Linked DNA regions of Mus musculus: all the other regions are linked to region 2. A link is a contact called in public HiChIP or PLAC-seq and promoter capture Hi-C data. All regions are on one chromosome and are shown on one strand. Each heading gives the region's core, a stretch centred on a gene start, on an enhancer-like site or on the middle of the called end of the contact. The rest is flanking DNA. Distances are from core to core; before and after follow the strand shown.

What was found. Promoter capture Hi-C pulls out the DNA fragments that hold promoters and counts their contacts. HiChIP or PLAC-seq counts read pairs in DNA pulled down with a chosen protein or histone mark.
Region 1: an H3K27ac HiChIP or PLAC-seq map of heart atrium shows a contact between it and region 2, with 7 times the contacts expected there. The contact joins two enhancer-like sites. A contact is called at or near these places in 2 of 484 Hi-C or Micro-C datasets (the HL-1 cell line and neural progenitor cells) and 3 of 115 datasets of contacts at active chromatin or transcription factors (astrocytes, embryonic basal ganglia and heart atrium).
Region 3: a contact with region 2 is called in an H3K27ac HiChIP or PLAC-seq map of heart atrium, with 6 times the contacts expected there. The contact joins two enhancer-like sites. A contact is called at or near these places in 19 of 484 Hi-C or Micro-C datasets (the C2C12 cell line, the N1E-115 cell line, cerebellum and 8 more) and 5 of 115 datasets of contacts at active chromatin or transcription factors (astrocytes, embryonic basal ganglia, embryonic forebrain and 2 more).
Region 4: a contact with region 2 is called in a promoter capture Hi-C map of hippocampal neurons, with 8 times the contacts expected there. The contact joins two enhancer-like sites. A contact is called at or near these places in 1 of 39 promoter capture datasets (hippocampal neurons) and 5 of 484 Hi-C or Micro-C datasets (the HL-1 cell line, the N1E-115 cell line, embryonic fibroblasts and 2 more).

Annotation. Positions count from the first base shown.
Region 1 is chr4:81,998,486-82,001,185 of GRCm38.p6, forward strand. No RefSeq gene overlaps it. Among named protein-coding and RNA genes, the nearest start is that of Gm5860, 66 kb to the right of the region's middle. Within about 2 kb of position 1,411, at least 42 of the 459 cell types and tissues checked have an H3K27ac peak or open chromatin away from gene starts, as enhancers often do. A contact at or near this core is called in heart atrium, where this site is marked.
Region 2 is chr4:81,562,338-81,565,213 of GRCm38.p6, forward strand. No RefSeq gene overlaps it. Among named protein-coding and RNA genes, the nearest start is that of Mpdz, 120 kb to the left of the region's middle. Within about 2 kb of position 1,379, at least 31 of the 459 cell types and tissues checked have an H3K27ac peak or open chromatin away from gene starts, as enhancers often do. A contact at or near this core is called in heart atrium and hippocampal neurons, where this site is marked.
Region 3 is chr4:81,955,732-81,958,431 of GRCm38.p6, forward strand. No RefSeq gene overlaps it. Among named protein-coding and RNA genes, the nearest start is that of Gm46886, 23 kb to the left of the region's middle. Within about 2 kb of position 1,365, at least 9 of the 459 cell types and tissues checked have an H3K27ac peak or open chromatin away from gene starts, as enhancers often do. A contact at or near this core is called in heart atrium, where this site is marked.
Region 4 is chr4:81,251,184-81,253,883 of GRCm38.p6, forward strand. No RefSeq gene overlaps it. Among named protein-coding and RNA genes, the nearest start is that of Gm25803, 86 kb to the right of the region's middle. Within about 2 kb of position 1,313, at least 17 of the 459 cell types and tissues checked have an H3K27ac peak or open chromatin away from gene starts, as enhancers often do. A contact at or near this core is called in hippocampal neurons, where this site is marked.

The sequences.
Region 1 (2,700 bases), core at 161-2,660, 440 kb after region 2:
AGTTTCTCATTGAAGCCAGAACTCACCAACATGACCAGTGTAAAACTAGCAGTTTGCCCCAAGATCCCCTGCTTCTACCTTCCGTATCCTGGAATTACAGACAAACTTCAGGGACTAGTCAGAATTTCAATAGGTTCTAGGAATTCAAACTCTGTCTTTATACTCGCAAAGCAAGTGCTTTATCCAATCACCTCTCTCTATATCCCATATTAAGAGTATCACAATGACCAAATTTGATTTTTCTTTCCACTCTCCTAGACACACTTAAAGAATTAAGAGGACTGCATTTCCTATATAAATATGTATGTATACTTGTGTGTACACTGTATTTGTGTGTGTGTGTGTATGCACCTGTGTAGCCTTAATGCTTTTAAATTATTTTATTGAACCATTTCTTATATTTATAAACAAAAGTCATATGAAAATCTATGCGTATGTGTAAGAATTTCAGCAGCTGTCCTAGGCGAAAAGTGGCAGTCATCTGGCCACGTTTCTCTGATTGGTTGGGGTTTCTAAAGGAGTCTATCCCCAACAGGGATTAGTTCTTACACATAGCCCAATGGCTGCTGTAGTCTTGTTTTTCTATTATAATTCGTTAACAGCTTTTAAGAAACTTCCTTCTTGGACCTTTGTTAATGTTGAGTACCCAAGGGTCTTGGGCCTCCAGACTCTCTGTGAGTTGGGCCAAGCACAATACTTAGTCATGACCACCCAAGGCTGCAATTTCTTCCCAACTAAACAGCTCAAGTGGAAATCACTGTTCATAGCACACCTCTGATTTCACTCCAGTGCTGCTTTCGGCACCATTAACCACAGTAGTCTGGAGTGCTTCTGTGTGCAGTTGCAAGAACAATTCAGAACATCCTGAGATGGGTTACTGCTGTGGTGCAGATGGCTTGGCGATGCTGGGCTGTACAATGGTTATTTGAACTTTGTTTCTCAGGGGCACACAAGAAGCCTTGAGTTCTCATCTGTTTTACAGTTCGTGGAGAAATTAGCTGCTGTTTTCCTTCCTCCTCTTCCTCCTCCTCATCTTCTTCCTTCTCCTTCTTTCTTCTTCTCCTTTCTTCTTCTCCTTCTTCATCTTCTCCTTCTTCATCTTCTCCTTCTTCTTCTTCTCCTTCTTTCTCCTTCTCCTCCTGCTCCCCTCCCTGCTCCTCCTGCTCTTCCTTAAGAAAAGAATTCCACTGTTCAGACTTTTGAGCCTTCTCCCTCAGGCATGGAGGGGGCACCCCATATCCACTGCCACACCCTGAAAGGGGAGCTTCTTCCACAGCTGGTCTGTGCCTGCCTTGCCTCCATATGCCGCTGGAAACCCACGCCTTGAAGTCAAGTGATAAAGTTGCACTTCTGTTTCCAGTGGCACTGGTCCAGCGAGGGAGACTGGCAGCTTTGTGAATGGCTTCCCAGCAGGGTCGCCAAGTGCAGCAGTGCAGCTGGGACGCGTTTCCTCACGGCTGTGCCCGAGACTGTGGTTAGCTTCAGATTCCTGCGAATGTGACTGGAAAATGTTTGCATTTTAGCCACAGTCACTAACAAATTACAGCCACCTCTTCAACACATGGACCCAGAGAGAGCCTGTCCCCATTATGGAAGTGTAAGCTCATGTGCTCAGGAGTCTCTAGCTAATGCTGATGCTCAGTCATTTCCAACACATTTCATGTCATTCAGACCACGTGGCCTACAGGGTCTTCTTTCAAATGCATCACAGTTAAAAGATTCAGAGGCCTTCCTTCCATGGCCAAAGCAATGCCTCCTCCCCAGTTATTTTATGAATCCATCTCCTTTTCTTTTTTGCTCCACCAAGAAGAAAACACCGAGGCCAGAAAGGGAAGATACTGTCAAACTCAAATCACAAATTGGAGCAGCCCGTAAGTCTGCACTGAAGTCTTGACTTTTTAGTGGTGTGTGTGTGTGGTGGTGAGAGGGAGAGAGAGGGAAAGGTGGGGAGAGAAAGAGACACAGAGAGAGAGGGACAGAGACAGACAGAGAGAGACAGAGACAGAAACAGAGATTGACCCAAAAGAAGCAGCCGATCAGAAAGCTTTCTTTACAACTTCAAGAAACTAAATGCACATGGCTGTCCTCTTTGTAGGTTCAGTAGGCAAAAAGAAAACACATCAGAGGCCAGAGCACAGCTGTATGGCCATCTTCCTAGTGAAACGGAGAATCAGTCCTCTGCTAGTGGGTGGGGTGGCCTCCTGGGCCAGTCTTCACTATCTGCTTTTAGCAGATTGGATTAGTTCTTCACGCTGAGGCCCAAGCCTAGCTGTCTTTCTTTCCATCTTGCTTGCTTGCTTCCCTGACCGTGAAGCGTTGCCCTTGGCAGAACACGCAGGCTTTGCAAGAACCGCTCCACCGTGGAGGCGGTCTCAGCTGTGCCCTGCAAAAGACTGAGCTTGCTGCTTGCTACCTGCGAAGCAGAAGCAAATCTGTGTAAACTGAAGTCCCCATTGCCCCAGTGGGACATTTGCAAAGAAGGCAGAATTGAAGAGCAAGCACGTGATAGATACCAAAGAAAAACTAGCCGCCATGACAGGATCTGAGGCTGCTGTTTCTGTTACTGTTGCAGAGGATCAGGGAGGCTTTCGGAGTGGAACAAAAGCCCACTGGTGTGTGGACTGAACTCCATTTTCTGTGTGAGTCTGAGTAGAGAAAGATAAACAGAACCTTTCACCGATAGACATATTTTAGAGTTCA
Region 2 (2,876 bases), core at 129-2,628:
GTCTATCTGGCAGGAGAAAGCAGAGAGAGAGAGAGAGAGAGAGAGAGAGAGAGAGAGAGAGAGAGAGAGAGAGAGAGAGAGAGAGAGACAGAGAGAGAGACAGAGAGAGAGAGACAGAGAGAGACAGAGAGACAGAGAGAGAGAGACAGAGACAGAAAGACAGAGACAGAGACAGAGACAGAGAGACAGAGAGAGGGAGGGAGGGAGGGAGAGAGGGAGAAAGGGAAAGAGAAGCTCCTGCGGAAGGGGTTCATTCACCAAGACCTGTGGCCACATAGTCTTAACTTAGCAGTGTGAACTAGACAATGCCCTCCCTTTGTAGGGTAGCGCCACAAAGCTAAAAGAGTTTAACTGATTCAAAGCCATGAGCAGGCAGAGATGTCTCCCAGACAAGGCTAGAAGGAAATTTACCCACTTCTGAATCTGAGATTTGAGCTGCTGCCCTCCCTGCACATTTTGTCCAGAGGCAGTTGCCTTTAGAAACCCACGGAAGGACAGTGTCACGCCACACACAGGTTCAGTAGTACATTGGTTCATTCACCTGAGACGTTTTTCTTGTTCATTATGTATGCAGAAATAGTAAGGGTTGTTTCTTATGTACCAGACATCCTATTAGAGTATATTGTAAACTTTATCTCATGAGAATCTCAGTAAACCCCATAGATTAAGTAGAATGCTGTTACCATCCTCTTTCCATGAAAGAAGTAATCCGAGATTAACAAGTTTGAGTGTCCTACCTTAGGTCACACAGTTTAGAAACAGCAGAGAAGACCCTTGAATGGGGTGGGGGAAGAACCTGCCGTAGGAAAAAAGATTCTCTGAAGCTTTGACACAGTTAGGAATGCTTTAGGAAACCACTGTGGTTTCCTAAATTACAACAGAAAGTTTAATACGAAGGGTGGCGATTTAACAGAAATGTTTCTTTCTGGATGATAAAGGTAGCATCTCTCTCTCTCTCTCTCTCTCTCTCTCTCTCTCTCTCTCTCTCTCTCTCTCTGTCTGTGTGTGTATGTATGTATGTATGTATGTATGTATGTATGTATATGCACACACGTGTGCGCGTGCCAGAGTGAGAGAATACAGTTATAAAGGCGAGGAGTTGATGGGAGGAGGTGAGAGTTGAAGAACGCTTCTAATTTAGCAGCCTACAATTTACTAGAAATTTATGGCAACCCTCCCACCACAGACTGGTGGAGGTGAGGGAGGGTCGTCGGGGAAAGCCTGTGCAGTGGAGCCAGAGCATCCACGCAGCAAGCTCAGGCCACTCTGCTCCTTCCTCTGTCAGTAGGAAACGCTTGCTTTGCCTTCTGGTGCCTTCACACCAACATTCCTGACTCTCTCACACCCGCCTCTCGTGTAAAGCTTGTCAGGTCTCACTTGGTGAAGTGAGTGAGACTGGAGAACATCAGAATGTGCTGTTCAGGAGTTCTGCTTCAGAGCAGGGAGCCAGGCTGCATAAAAATGTGGCCAACGCTGCAGTGCGTGGGGGGATTTAAGGCAGCGGCAGCACTCACGGAGTGAGACCAATGAGATTCATTGCAGGTGTAGACCGTGGCAGTCTCCACGAAGTCTGGAGCAAGGGCTTTGGCAGGAACATATTTTTTATTTTATTTTTCAGTTCTTTGATTGCCTTAATTAAAATACCCATTGCAGCAAATGTTAGCACTTAGTAAAAGAACCCAGTGTATCTTTGCCTCAAAGTTGTGTGAGAATTAGAAATGATCTATGGTTCCTAAAAGAAATAACCATAAAGAAAGAGCTTGGATTTTTTTTTTTTTTTTTAACACAGCAAGAAGCATGGAAGTATAATGTAAGAATCTGAAACTTCCATTAAGACTTCTCAGTTTTCGGAATCCAAGTTTCATATTTGTGCCTGGTGGTAGTAAATGCGAATGTTAACCCAACCCTAATTGTTTTTTAGCTTTTGCCCTGACTGTAATAAAGGCTCCCAGGCTAGGAAATGGTTCACAATTTGTTAGTGGAACAGGAAATTTTTATTGGTAGTGGAGCATCCACATGACTGCTGATTTCTATTTATAAAATTCTTCGCATTTTTCCTTCAGGTTTACCAAGGGATTTGGTATTTTCTAAGACATTTAATTTGGTGTCTGGGTGCTTCGCTAAGTAAATAAACAGAAATTTTCTTTCTGTTGCTAGACAAAAAAAAAAAAAAAGTTTTCTTTTAGAAGTCAGTAGAGGGCGCTGTTGGCATTTGATTTGGCTTTCTAATACCGTAGATGTTCCCTTCTTAATTAATTCAATGTTTGAAATCAAACCTCCGTTTAAATGTAATGATATTAATATGTGAGAATAGATGTGTAAACGTGGAGATTTTCCATTCCCATTAAACCCACAGAACCAAAGGTCTCTAGTTCTCCTCTGAGCCCCTTTGAGAGTACTTATGTATAGAAATGTTGGCTGCTATACATTAAAGCTGCACACAGTTGAGTTCATGCATCCAGGCAATGATTCAACATTTTGGAGACTGATTGCAAGTCGGGGAAGAAGGCAGCTTCCTGTGGTTTTCAAGAAAAAGGGGGAGAAAAGAAGGCAAAAGAGACATTAGCCTTAGAGCCCTACTTTTTAAGTTTTTCAAAAGAAACATTCTATTTGCTAGGTTTAAGGTAAAATTTATTATAGTTAATCCAGGAGTAAATATGTTTTGCAGTTAAGATTCTAGGTACATTTGACACTATTTTTATCCTTAATTTTTAAAAAGTTATTCTATTCCTTCTATTCCAGTTTGAGTTCCTTGGCCACAGGCTATAAAGATTACCACAGTCCCAGTATTTGAAGGATATTTCTACTTTTGGTTCATAGACTTTCATTAAAATAGACTACAAAATAACAATCTCTAAGAACCCCACTCAAGTTTT
Region 3 (2,700 bases), core at 115-2,614, 390 kb after region 2:
GCTACAGTGTACTTACATATAATAAATAAATAAATCTTTAAAAAAAAATTCACAAGGCATCAAGCCTACTTTGGGCACCACTCAGTATAAAAGCAGTCAATGGATAAATGAATGTCTCTGCACATTAACTGCTGTCAGTATTGATTCAAATCACACTTGAGCATATTGCTTGAAGAAACCAAACAGCATTCATTCTTATGGTTTTACTTAAAGTTGTTCTTGTATCAAGCTAAACCACAGCAGTATTTTAGGGACCCTAATTACACCGACACCTTCTATTCCTCCATTCTCTTCACCTCCTTATAGTACAAAGCTGTCTATACGCACACGCTTTAACTAGAGTTATTCAAAGGGAGGAGCTATACTTTTGCAAGATGCAGTGAGACTATAGTGAGAAACAGAGAAATGTCCCTGTCTCTCAATCAGTTACTGAAGAACTATTGCTGAGAACATTGTTGGCTCCTCAGTGTATTTATTGTTTTTATAAGGGGAATTTTGCTCAGCTACAAAAAGAATTTTGTTTTCATTTTTTTTGTTTGTTTTGTTATTGTTGTTTGCTATCTTTTGTTTTTCTTTGTGTGTTTTTTTTTTTCAAGACAGAATTTTTCTGTGTAGCCCTGGCAGTCTCTCTCTATACACCAGGCTGGCCTCGAACTCATAGAAATCTGCCTGCCTCTGCTCCCTGAGTGCTGGGATTCATAGAATGTGCCACCACCACCCGGCTAGTTTCATTTTTTTCTCAAAGCGGACTCCGTGCTGTGTGAGCACAGAGAGTCTCTTTTCTCGTTGACTAGCTTTCTGTGTGTATAGTTTCTATTTTATTTTTAATTATGTGTGCATGCATATGAAGGTAGGTACCCAAGGAAGCCACAAGAGGGTGTCAGATCCCTGCATCTGAGGATACAGGTGGCTGTGAGTCACCCTATGTGGGTACTAGGAACAACACCCAGGCCCTCTAAAATGAGTCCTTAACTACTGAGTCATCTATTTAGACCACTATCTGTGTATTTTAATGTGTTATGCTTTATGGAACATTACAAGCTGTGCCTTCTTTCCCCCTTTTCTTCATCTTCTAATGGGAAAACACTACTTTTAAAAAGAAAAGAACACCGTGTTGGCAATGTTTAGTGTGCAAAATGTTCAGGACTGATGAGAGTGAGGAGGGTCCCAAGTCTGCACATTTATCAGCAACTGTCCCAAAAGGTTAATCGGCTTGGAGTGTCTCTTCTCAGTATTCCCAACACTTCCATTTTAAATCCCAAGTTTATCTTGCTTTTAAAAATATTTGCCCCGTGACTCCATTTGCAAGCCTGGGAGTCCAGACATGATTACTCCAAATTGGAGACCTTCAGACTGGGAAGGACTATAGTCCAAGGTCAGAGCAAGTGACGGTACTGGGGCAGCAGCCTGCCCTGGGGATTTATCTGCTAGGTTTCAGGAGTGACAGTAAAGAACTGGGCTGCCTGATGAACCCAATGAACAGAAAAAAAAATCTGTCCAAACATGGAAAGCTCACTGCAACGATTGAGGAAACATTGCCTATTTGTTTGGAGTACATTTAATTATTTTTAAACATGTGCAGCTTGTAGTTCAGTGAACATGTCAGGGATAATAGAAGACGAAAGGCAAATGAGGAGAGGCGGTGCTGGTCCTGGAGTGGCTCTTCTCCACAGCTGGCTGCTGGGTGAAACAGTTCCTTCCAAAGTGTGGCTCCTTGTCTGTCACCTAATGAAATGCAGTAGGGGGATTAATGTCATTAGCTGAGGCCAACCTGCTGTGTAGTAAACAGAGATATCCCCCCCCCTCATTTGGGGGGAGTGTTCCTCAGCTCCTACCCACTGGCCTGCAAAGGTCACTCCCCAGCCTTCTATTAGTTAAATGGGAAGAAATTAACTGGGCTGGAGAATCTTGTGGTCTGTTTGAGGGAGAGCAGGCTCTAGGCAATTTAGCATCCAAGTCTGCACCTCCCTCCCTTCTCTTGCACTAATTGGAGCTTAAATTTCTTCTTGGAGGGGGTTGGGGGGTGAGGTGGGGTGGGGGACATGGGAGGATAAAAGCCCTCCAAATAAATGTTTTACAGAAGAAGAAAGAGGAGGAAGCAGAGGGTTTTGTTTTGATAAGCAAATTAACACAGAACATGGGGGATGATCTTGGATTGTCTTGTTCATCTCTCTCATGAACCATGAGCACTTCTCACATTTATCTGCAAAGTCAAATGCTCAGAAATGCATGTCTTGCTCTACACAAACTGCCAGGAATGTAGACAGCCAACAGTAGCCAAGTGTAAAAGTTAAAATTTTATAATCTCTGGAATATGCACAAATCTTGGTTCTAAAGAACTTGAACTACTGGAAGAATGGTGGGGAAAGAATTCTGAAAAGACCGGCATGCACTTGCAGAGGACAGTGACAGCTCAGAGCCACAAACCGCAAACTTGAGTTACACGCAGCAATCCCAGCTAGATGTAAAATAAAAGGAAGAAATAACAAGTGAGAAAAGAACAAGAAAGTTTGAGGACAATATGATGAGAGAGCTCCAGCTGACTCTGCATCACACACCGCCTTGTGAGGTCTGCCCTTAACCCTTTCTTTATCGAAACAGAGCATCCCTTTGTACTGAGAGCTTTTAACGGCACTCTAACATGGGCACTGTGGCATTTTTGCAGCAATAGATATTAGTATCAACGATTATTATGAAGGA
Region 4 (2,700 bases), core at 63-2,562, 310 kb before region 2:
AAAATGTTTTTCAAATCATACTCTTCTACAGCAAGAAAACTTAGTAGGCTCATATGTCTGTAGAAGCGTAACTCTAAGTGTCCCAAGCCAAAGATGCCAGATAAGCTTATTTCTGTTTGTTCCAGAGATGAAACTTACCAAGAGGAGGCTGAAGGTCAGCGAAGGAGGAGAACAACGGCTTCTTTAAATCCTCTCCACTAAAGCCCTGAAGCGACACTCAAGCCGACTTCACCTTAAGTCAGGAAAAAATCCACCAAATCTCTCATCCTATCAGAATGAAAGCTCTATTGAGAGGGTGGGAAAAGAAAACCATAAAATGTGCTTTCAAAGTAATTTAAAAATTCTGTGAAGTAGTAGTAATATTAATAAAACGTCTGGCTTCTGAGCATTGGCACTTAGTGTGGATATTCTTTTAGTTTTCTTATATGGAATATTTTGTTTGGAATACAATTAGCTACATTTTAAAATTGTCTTTAAAACTGTCCCATTTTAAATTAGATTTTCATAAAGAAGGTATTTGTAAAAAATTAGCTAATTTGGTCTTTTCTGAAAGAAAGAAAGAAAGAAAGAAAGAAGGGAGGGAGGGAGGGAGGGAGGGAGGGAGGGAGGAAGGAAGGAAGGAAGGAAGGAAGGAAGGAAGGAAGGAAGGAAGGAAGGAAGGAAGGAAGGAAGGAAGGAAGGAAGGAAGGAAGGACAAACCTTGTAAGCCTGTGGCTCTATCCTTTTTTTTCTCCAGAGCAAAAAACAAAGTTCCACAAAAGCAGAAACAATGTAATCTGTAAAATACATACTTGCTTTCTGCTTCTGTACAAGTCCCTGGGGAACTGTAAAGGCCTGGTACTTTAGAAATAAGATTGGAGACCCTTTCTGCAGAGACCATTTAACCAGTCATGAGGTGGGGACCAGGCAAGGGCAAGTGGTGAGGGGCTCAGTGTCCAGAGGACTGTTGCAAAACAAAAGTAGCAGGGCTCTCCTGCCCTCTAGTGGTTCGACCTCAGAAGTGCAACTTCCTCAGTGGATTTGTTTTAGTTTCTCTCCCGGGTTTACTTTAGAGAATTTCAAGTACATTTAATTAAAGACAACTTTATGCCGGTATCCTCGGGGACCGTAGAGATATGGCTTGTCCTTCAGGAATTTTGATTATTCAAATTCAATAATTTATGTTATTGAGTAAGAACTTGCTAAATATCATTGGCACTATGACGATAATGCTAAAATCTCACCTCCCTCCTTGGCACATTCTAAACACCCCTATTTTGCCCAATTGCCTGCATCTCTTCCTTTTGTCCACCTGGAAAGGTAGAAAAGGAAGAGAAACTCTGCCTAATGGGGTCACTGTTGCACTGTATATGTGCAAACTATCACTGGCTGAGGCTGACAGTCCCCAGGGAGCCAAATATTTTAATGTGGGTGTAATAGCTTCTTGTCTATCATTTTTATTTACTGTAGATAATTCTAACTTTTCTGTTTCTAATGTTTCCTTTGAAACATACATTATGAGCTCACCCATATAAATAAACACATTAATGGTGGCCAGCACTAGCCTCAAGTTCACCCATTTTTATTTTTATGTTTTTGCTGTCCATTCAGTCAGAGCATTGCTTTCTAGTGCCACACGCTTTAAGTGATGAGAGTGCACGCATGCTGTGTAAGCTGTCCAAACCTTAAATCAGTGCAGAACCTGATACTGCAATCACTATGACACAGATATTGAACCAAGTGTGTGTTAGCATATCAATACTAAACACAACAGTCATCAAAATACCTCTTTGGCTTAGTCTCTTTTATTTTCCCTCTAAGTGTCTCAATACTATCATGTGGCAATATTCTATGGGAACTTGCCTCACACTGCTATGGGCACAGCCACTAGAGCAACTCTGAGTCATACACACAATCGCTGGGAAAGCTGCTCACCTGCGGAGACCTGCCCTGTGAAGACAGTAGAAGTTGAGCAATCTCAGGATCCTCCTGGTGGAAATGTATACACTGATGGCTGGAAGCTGGGCGGGTCTAATGTCTGGATTGTGGAGAGTGCAGCTAAGCACATGCTAATGACAGCCCCAGCTGCTCTTCATTCATCCTGGTCACCCCAGCTTCCAATGTGCACCCTTAATGCTTGGCTGCTAATTCCCTTGACTTAGAACAGGGTGAGGTCATATTAAATTATTTAATCCTTTAGAAAAACCTACTTCCAAACACTTGAGTTAAATAAAAAATCACTTGCTAGAAAACAGTTTTCAATGGTAGCTTTTACAATATATTGTTGACAATTTAAAAAACTCAACTCATTTATAAAAGTAGGGAACTAAATTATTTCTTATTTTGTTGTTGTTGTTGTTGTTGACAGTGTTTTGTCGTGCAGCCCAGGCTCACCTCAAATTCGTGATCCTCCTTACTCAGCCTCCTTAGTGTTGGGATAGCAGGTCAGGTGCCACAGTGTTCCGCCTGACTGTTTAATCTTATTGACAGTGAAGAATGTTCAGACATGACAATCATTTAGCTTGGAATATTAGCATATTCACATTATAGTGCATGGCCAGTGTTTAGTGAAATTTGACAATAAAGATGGCAGAGAATCAGAATAAAACAACCACAAAAACAAACACACACACACACACACACACACGCACGCACACACGCACGCACGCACACACACATGCACGCACGCACGCGTACACACACACACACACACACACACAC